Linked DNA regions of Zea mays: region 1 is linked to region 2. The links are chromatin contacts, called in public Hi-C maps. All regions are on one chromosome and are shown on one strand. The core of a region is the stretch at or near the end of the contact, and the rest is flanking DNA. Distances in the headings are between cores, read along the strand shown. Region 1 holds the start of LOC100383758. Region 2 has its middle 35 kb from the start of LOC103629394.

Region 1 (3,952 bases), core at 442-2,941, 160 kb before region 2:
GGACTAAAAGTCTGGTGTAGTTGGCTGACACTGGTTCAACTACTGAAGACAAAACATGTAAAAACATCTAGATTGGGCATGAAATGAGCTGCAATGTCTCATCCCAACTGATCTGAACCCCATTCATTGAAGCGCAGAACCATTAGAGAGACACTTGGTATCAGTCCATTAGCATTCAAAGCAAGACATTGCGGACTAGGCTCCGAGCTTTGCCAAGATGGACTAAGTCTAGTGTGGTTGACACGACACTGGTTCAACTGCTGAAGACAGAACATATTAAACCCCCTAGATTGGACATGAAATGAGCTCGCAATGTCTCATCCCTACTGATCTGAGCCCCATTTCATTGAAGCCCAGAATCGTTAGAGAGCCACTTGATATCAGTCCATTAGCATTCAAAGCAAGACATTGCCGACTAGGCTCCAAGCTTTGCCAAGATGGACTAAAAGTCTAGTTTAGTTGGCTGACACTGGTTCAACTACTGAAGACAAAACATGTAAAAACATCTAGATTGGGCATGAAATGAGCTGCAATGTCTCATCCCAACTGATCTGAACCCCATTCATTGAAGCGCAGAACCATTAGAGAAACACTTGGTATCAGTCCATTAGCATTCAAAGCAAGACATTGCGGACTAGGCTCCGAGCTTTGCCAAGATGGACTAAGTCTAGTGTGGTTGACATGACACTGGTTCAACTGCTGAAGACAGAACATATTAAACCCCCTAGATTGGACATGAAATGAGCTCGCAATATCTCATCCCTACTGATCTGACCCCCATTTCACTGAAGCACAGAACTGTTAGAGAGACACTTGATATCAGTCCATTAGCATTCAAAGCAAGACATTGCCGCCTAGGCTCCAAGCTTTGCCAAGATGGACTACAATTCCAGTGTGATTGAGACTGGACACTGGTTCAACTACGGAAGACAAAACAACTATATCTGTGGAGCAAGATGAGAAAGGTACCTCCGTAGTCCTTGTACTCAGGGTCAACATACGAATCCGGTAGCACAAAGAGAACACCAGGGAGCCCTGCAGTACAACATAAACAAAACGGCACCAGATACTTATCAGGTCAAATTTAGCAGAGAGAACAACGTAATAATGGCATCATGGAGCATAGGTTGAACGAACCCTCGAGCTTGTTAGATGTCTCCTCATCGATCTCGCACCCGAACCCGAAATAGCGCTCGCACGAGACGTTGTAGATCTTCTTCTTCGCCTCCTCCTCACTGCACAGCAGAAAAAAAAACACCGTGAGATTTCCTTTTTCCAAAAGAAACCACCCCACTCCTCAGGAACTACGGCAATCGTAGAAGGGGACGATTGGTGCCTCGGCTACCTTCCGAGGACCTTGGCGAGGGTCTGGATGTAGCAGTCGATCATCTGCTGCTTGGTGGCGCCCTCCCCGCCGGGCTTGTCCATCACGATGAGCCAGTGCTCGTAGTCGCAGCCGGGGAACAGCGGCGCCATCTCCGTGGGCGCGCGGTCCCGGCCCGCGCCGTAGCCGTCCCCGCCAGGTCGCCGCGCCATCCCGCGCGGGAAGCCGAGGCGGGAGGCCGCCGCGACGACGGCCGGGCGCAGCAGCGACTGCTCCGGGGCAGCGCCGCGGCGGAGGAACGCGGAGAGCGAGTTCGAGGAGGCGCGGCGGGAGAGGAGCCTCCGGGCGGCGGCCGCGGCGGCGGCCATGGTGGCAAAACCCTAGCCGGGCGGGCGGGTATAGTGGGTGGTTTAGGGTTGATGCCAAGTGCTTGTGGGTATCGGAACTTAAAGCTGCGTGACGGCGAGAGGTTTAGGACCAGTGGGGGTTTGGGCTGTGATGGGCCTCGAATGGGCATTCATGGACCAGATCTGATGAGCAATGAAGCAAGCCCAAACTGGTGAATGCACAAAAGGCGAGTTTCAGTGGGTCGGGAATCGGAAAGTACACGAACTTGTTTCTGAACCATGCTGTATCTGTATATCTCACTTTGATGTGTCTATTGCATTACAATATCTGTAGGAAGCTCAAACTACACCGAGTAAAGTAAAATGTAAAAGAAAAGACCTAAAAAAATGGCAAAACTGTATGAAGGGTACAAGGCACTTGTGGACTGCTGCAGTCTGTCTGTCTGAACCTCAAATGTATCGAGCTGCACAATGCTGCAGTGGCTGAACAAATTGGGAGAGCCTTTTTGTGGCGGGGCGGACGGAAAGAACGAAAGAATCTGCACAGGTTGATTTGTCCGTCCCGTTCAGGAAATGTTGTCAAGGACAGGATACACGGCCGCAGAAGGTTCGATGTGTGACAGCCGCGCAGCGCCTAGGAGCTGCTCTGGGAGCTCGTCGTACGTGTTTGCCTGCAGGCGCATCGCCACGGTCAGAAAACAAAACGAGCATCTGGCAGATAACTAGAGAAGTCACTGGAACTGAATGGTGCTAGAGACGGGACGAAACAGAGATTGTACCTGTATAAGAAACGCCATGTCGACTACCAAGGTGGTAACAACGCCAAACACCAAGCCCAGGACCCCGTTGGCTACCGCGGACGAACCGATATCTACATCCACCTGCAGAATTAAGAATGCATCCGTTGTAGGTTTGTAGTAGGTGCATGAGGAAAAAAAAGAATACGGTTTTCTTCTTGTTCCATCTGAACTCAACTGACCCGTGTTCGTTATTAACTAGAAGAAGTTGAATTGGAACTATATTGCTGATGAAGGGACTTACTTCTAAGTAGTCAGGACCACGCAAATAGCTGCAGTCCACGGCTTTCCCCAGCAAGCAAGGTGTGCTTCCAACACTTTGCCGCACTATCCAAGACCCCTGAAGAATTTGAACGCCATGCTAAAGTGAGAAGACGGCACACCAAAAAAAACACTTCAACACTGGGACAGACCTTTGGAACAGATGGGATAAGCTTCAGTCTGCTGTTTCTAAAATCATCATCACCATCGGCAAAACGCTGCAACAGCGATCCTTTCTTCAAGGAGTTTGAGACAAAATAAAGGACCAAGCTGTAATGACTTGGTCCAGGAATCTGCAAGAGAGAAGTGACTTAACCAGGGTAACCCAAGTATAGAAGAAAAAACATCAATATGAACAAACTTGGAAGAAAGCCATAAGTTTATCTTTTAATTCTCAAAATCAGCTGCGGAAGTAACAAATAACAACCACGCAAAAAAACTAAAAAAAAAGGCATGCAGATCGTTGTGCAAGGTACCAATGTAATTTTTCTTGTACTCTGTGCGGTCACCTTTCTGTGAGAAAAGATCGAAGCAGGACAGAAATAAATGGACATGGTAACATGGTAGGATTGTTAGAACATGAGCTTACTTGTATGTTTACCAGGAAAGTGAACATTCCCTTCTCAGCGGCAACCTACATTAGTAAAGGTTCAGTTGAAATCGTCATGTAATAGAAGCACTGTATTAGTTAGGAGCCGGAACACTAATCTAAATCTAGGTCCAACAATGGTATTTTATTTGAAAGGAAAGTTTGGTTGAACCAGTAGTCCTCCAAGACAACGGTATTCTACTGTTCAGAGTTTATGTCACGAACTTGTGGTTACAAAAAAAATGGACTGAGATACGAATGCGTCATTAAACAGCCATGACAGGTTTTCTGACCTGAACCGCAGATCCTTTCCGCCTAGCGACATGATCCATGCGCTTGGCGTCCTTAAACCAGTCAACTGCTACGAGCTCCATTAGATACTTACCTGCTGGTACCTGCAAGTCAAATAACAAAATATTAAACACTTGTTTGACAGTTAACCTTAAAAAAGAGGGGGGGGGGGGGGGGGGGGGGGGAGGAACCAATTGTGTCATTTAAACGCTTGGACCTTTGATTTGTCATGTGGAAAGTTCTTGCTACGAACTTTAAAGATCTTGCTATCAGGCACTGCCCAACAGTTACGACTTTTCTCATTTGTATCCTGACGAATAATGCCCGAAAACCAAGACAAATC
Region 2 (3,607 bases), core at 432-2,931:
ATAATTGAAGGATTTTATGCTTAAAAAATAAGGTTATTACGCTCCAACCCGGAGATGCGTCCACTAGTGAACAACATGCCAGATTTTTTACGCAGTGTAACGAATTGCATAAATAGCTATACCATGTAGTATAATTTGTATCAATATATATCATAAACTAGATCTAATGTGTTTAGCTGTATGGCTGTTGGAGGGATCCTATATTTATGAAGGAAATAAAACATTAAATACAATTTTTTGTTTCTATGCGTGCAATTCATTTCCTTTTATTGCATATTATTTTTATCATAAATTCATGTGCATGCAGCTGCTAACAGAATTTTACGCAGTATACCGAATTGCATAATTATCTACATATGGTAGCATATTTAGTAGCAGTATATATCATAAAATGGTCCTTACGAGTCTAGTTGCATGACTGTTGCAGCGATCATAAATTTATGGAGTAAATAAACCATTTAAAAATAGAAAACGCCACATATATCTTTTCTAAATTTATGCGCATGCAGGGGGACGTGTTTGACTCATGCATGCATTTCTTTTTTCGCGCACAGACGTGAGCGCGGGTAGTGCAACCGACAGCCTGGTCCAGTCGGTGCGCTGAGTTGAACCAGGTTGCAGAGATGATCGATCTGAGCTTCCTTTAACTATTGAAGGCGCAGGAGTCCCGTTATATATATACACACACGCGCCTACCCCTAGCTACGCAACTGATGTCCGGTTTGGCGGTTTGCGTCGATTTGGATGTCTTGCATAGAGAATTCTCGTTTTCTCTATTCGCATGTCCTGGTAGAATTTTATAGACGTTTGTAAAATTGTAACTGTACGGGGTGAGGTCTATCAATGTATCATGTTGGCTGCCGTGTTGATGCGAGCTCTTTTCTTATGGCCCACGCCAAATGGCAGGTTATCTAGCGCGTCTCTTTCTCGTTCTTTTTTTTTTTTTTTTTTGCTTTGCTAATAATAACCCGTATGTGCGGGCAGATAGTTCCATCTCGAGAGTGAGCATGGTCTATTGATCAATTGTCTTGCATATATCAATGAACCAGCACACACACTGACACACATAAAAAAAGCAAAGACGCGTGGTGAATGGACATGTTGTAAAAGGGCCCACGCAGAGATGACAATGACTGCTTTTCCGTGGAGACTTCTTCCGGGTGATGAAAATAGGCAAGTTTCTTTCCCGTTAGGATGTAAATAGAGAAATTTCTTTCCCAACAGATAAACATGATCCATTTTCCGCGAGACTCGTTAAAATTACACGTGACAATATTTTCATATAATAGTTAATTATCAAATAAATAATTATATTGTCAAGAGATCATTTATTGTACAAATATGTTATTTTGAGTACACATAATGATTTCTTACATCTGATAATGTACATAATTGGTAATGTTTTAATTAATAATAAAACATATATATTAATTATAATTTAAGTCCGTTAGAGATTTATTCCCATGGAAAATGGAGATAGAGAAAAAATGTTCCTAGTAAACGTTCGTGTGTGCGGATAGAAAAATTTTTATAATGGGAACGAGAGGTATTGTTCGACCAAGAATTTGCCATTATCATCTGTCGGCCCCCGCCGTAAGAAATTCCGGGTGGAGTGGCGGTAAAGGCGCGGGCATTGGCCCCTACCCCGCGAGCACGGAAGGCCGTTCGAAAGCTAGTACAACACCGGACGGGATGGAGCTAGTTAATGACGTCTGCCGTCGTCGTTTGGTGGTTGGTGACACATGACCAACTATAGCCATTTTTAAGTAGTGGTGGTAGTATCCAATTATCGATGCATGAGTAGTTTGATTAATTAGTGTCTTCTTCGTGACTGCTTTGATTTTTGCAGGAATAACGTCACAGGCGATACTAGTCGTAGTAGACAAGAATATTGGGCTGGTCACATACATTACTCAAGTGCATATATTATTCACTGCACGTCTACTCGTATTATTGTTACATGTCATTGATTTAGGGTATGTTTAGTTGGGTTGTGGTCGAAAAAAACCGTTGTGGATTGTAAGCTCTAAAAAAAAGTTGATGTAAGCTGTTAAAAATAAAACTGTTTAGTAGAACCCACTAAAAACCGTTAAAAGTTTTTTCTATCTCTATATATATAATATACTGTGAGAAAAGTCAGTTTTTAGGAAAAGCTGCTTTCTGTATCTACCCCTTTGATTTTTAGTGAGCAAAAGCCAAAACCAACACCCGAATTTTTTGTATTTTAGCCATTTCTCGGAAAAAAATCACGTTTAGACCCTAGAAAATTTTAATGTCATTTTTGGACCCTTTGCTCGGCGCCATAGGTTATGGCGCCGAGGTAAGTCCTGCGCTGGCACAACCCGGACGACGTGGCGCCGACATGGCACCGAGCTCGGCGCCAAGATCTATGACGCCGAGCTCGGATGTGTAATCACAAAGCTTGTCTAGCTCAGTCGGTAGAGCGCAAGACTCTTAACCTTGAAGTTTTGGGTTCAAGCCCCATGGTGGGCGTTTAATATTTTTTTGTCTTTGTCAATAATTTGTTTTTTGTCTATATTTTTCGTTTATGTCGCTGATTTGTCCGTCCAAATTTTTTTTGTGAGACTTCCGAGCGAGACGTTTGTTTTTTTTTGCCCGAGAAAAGAAAATATAGCATAACAATAGTTCGAAGAGGTAAATTGCTGATCCATGTCACACTTTTTTTTTGTCTAAATAATACCACTTTTAGACAAAAGGTATTAGCTTGAGTACAACGTGCTTTCTTCCTTTCTTTTAACCATGGCATATGCTTTAGTTGATGGCTTGACCTCTTCTAGCGAAAAGGTTATTTCGTGTTTTATATATTCCTGCGTATATATAAAAGGAAATACTACTCCTCTATATGATAGCGCCATCCAATATATAGTCCGTATTCTTGAAAATGCCATCTCAGTTCTCGAAACACGCTTCTTTTTTAAAAAAATCTTTTGCTTGTGGTTAGTGCATATTACTTTTATCATTCTATAATTAGTTTATATATTTTAAATCCGTTTGATCTCACTAAACTCTAGTTTTACTCATAGCTGTGCGCCTGCGATTACTACACGTCTACAGCCTGCAGGTAAAGCGATGTGACCATATATCGATTCGCAAGCTGTATGGGCCAAAATTCGTATAATGACGATTTCAAAAGCAAAAAAATATAGATGAGAAATAAATCTGGACAGACAAATCAGCGGCATAAATGAAAAAATCTGGACAATAAAAAAAATAAATCAGTGACAAAGACAAAAAAATATTGAACGCACGGACAGATCAGCGGCATAAACGAAAAAATCTGGACAATAAAAAACAAATCAGTGACAAAGACAAAAAAATATTGAACGCTCATGGTGGGGCTCAAACCCACAACCTTAAGGTTGAGAGCCTTAATCTCTATCAACTGAGCTAGACAAGCTTTATGGTAAAACATTCGAGCTCGGCGCCATAGATCTTGGCGCCGAGCTCGGTGTCACGTCGGCGCCGCGTCAGCTGGTGGACGACAGCGCGTCAGGTAGCTCGGCGCCAAGATCTATGGCGCCGAGATGTGTAAACTCGGCGCCATAGCTCATGACGCCGAGAAATGGGTCCAAAATTGCATTTAAGT

The links. Hi-C and Micro-C count contacts between places; a contact is called where the count stands out from the background.
Region 1: a contact with region 2 is called in a Hi-C map of leaf, with 5 times the contacts expected there. The contact joins the promoter of LOC100383758 here to the enhancer-like site in region 2. A contact is called at or near these places in 14 of 25 Hi-C or Micro-C datasets (bundle sheath, ear, endosperm and 5 more) and 1 of 3 datasets of contacts at active chromatin or transcription factors (seedling).

Annotation. Positions count from the first base shown.
Region 1 is chr6:70,264,383-70,268,334 of Zm-B73-REFERENCE-NAM-5.0, reverse strand. It overlaps LOC100383758, which reads right to left and starts at 1,691. Exons shown (of 4, transcript NM_001176393.2): 1 at 1,346-1,691; 2 at 1,138-1,235; 3 at 970-1,035. The coding sequence starts at 1,536. LOC100384563 (Protein ENHANCED DISEASE RESISTANCE 2) reads right to left here. Exons shown (of 22, transcript NM_001177074.1): 16 at 3,827-3,952; 17 at 3,612-3,713; 18 at 3,319-3,363; 19 at 2,882-3,022; 20 at 2,713-2,808; 21 at 2,451-2,552; 22 at 1,944-2,342. The coding sequence ends at 2,238.
Region 2 is chr6:70,104,940-70,108,546 of Zm-B73-REFERENCE-NAM-5.0, reverse strand. No RefSeq gene overlaps it. Among protein-coding and RNA genes, the nearest start is that of LOC103629394, 35 kb to the left of the region's middle. Within about 2 kb of position 1,681, at least 13 of the 20 cell types and tissues checked have an H3K27ac peak or open chromatin away from gene starts, as enhancers often do. A contact at or near this core is called in bundle sheath, ear, leaf and 3 more, where this site is marked.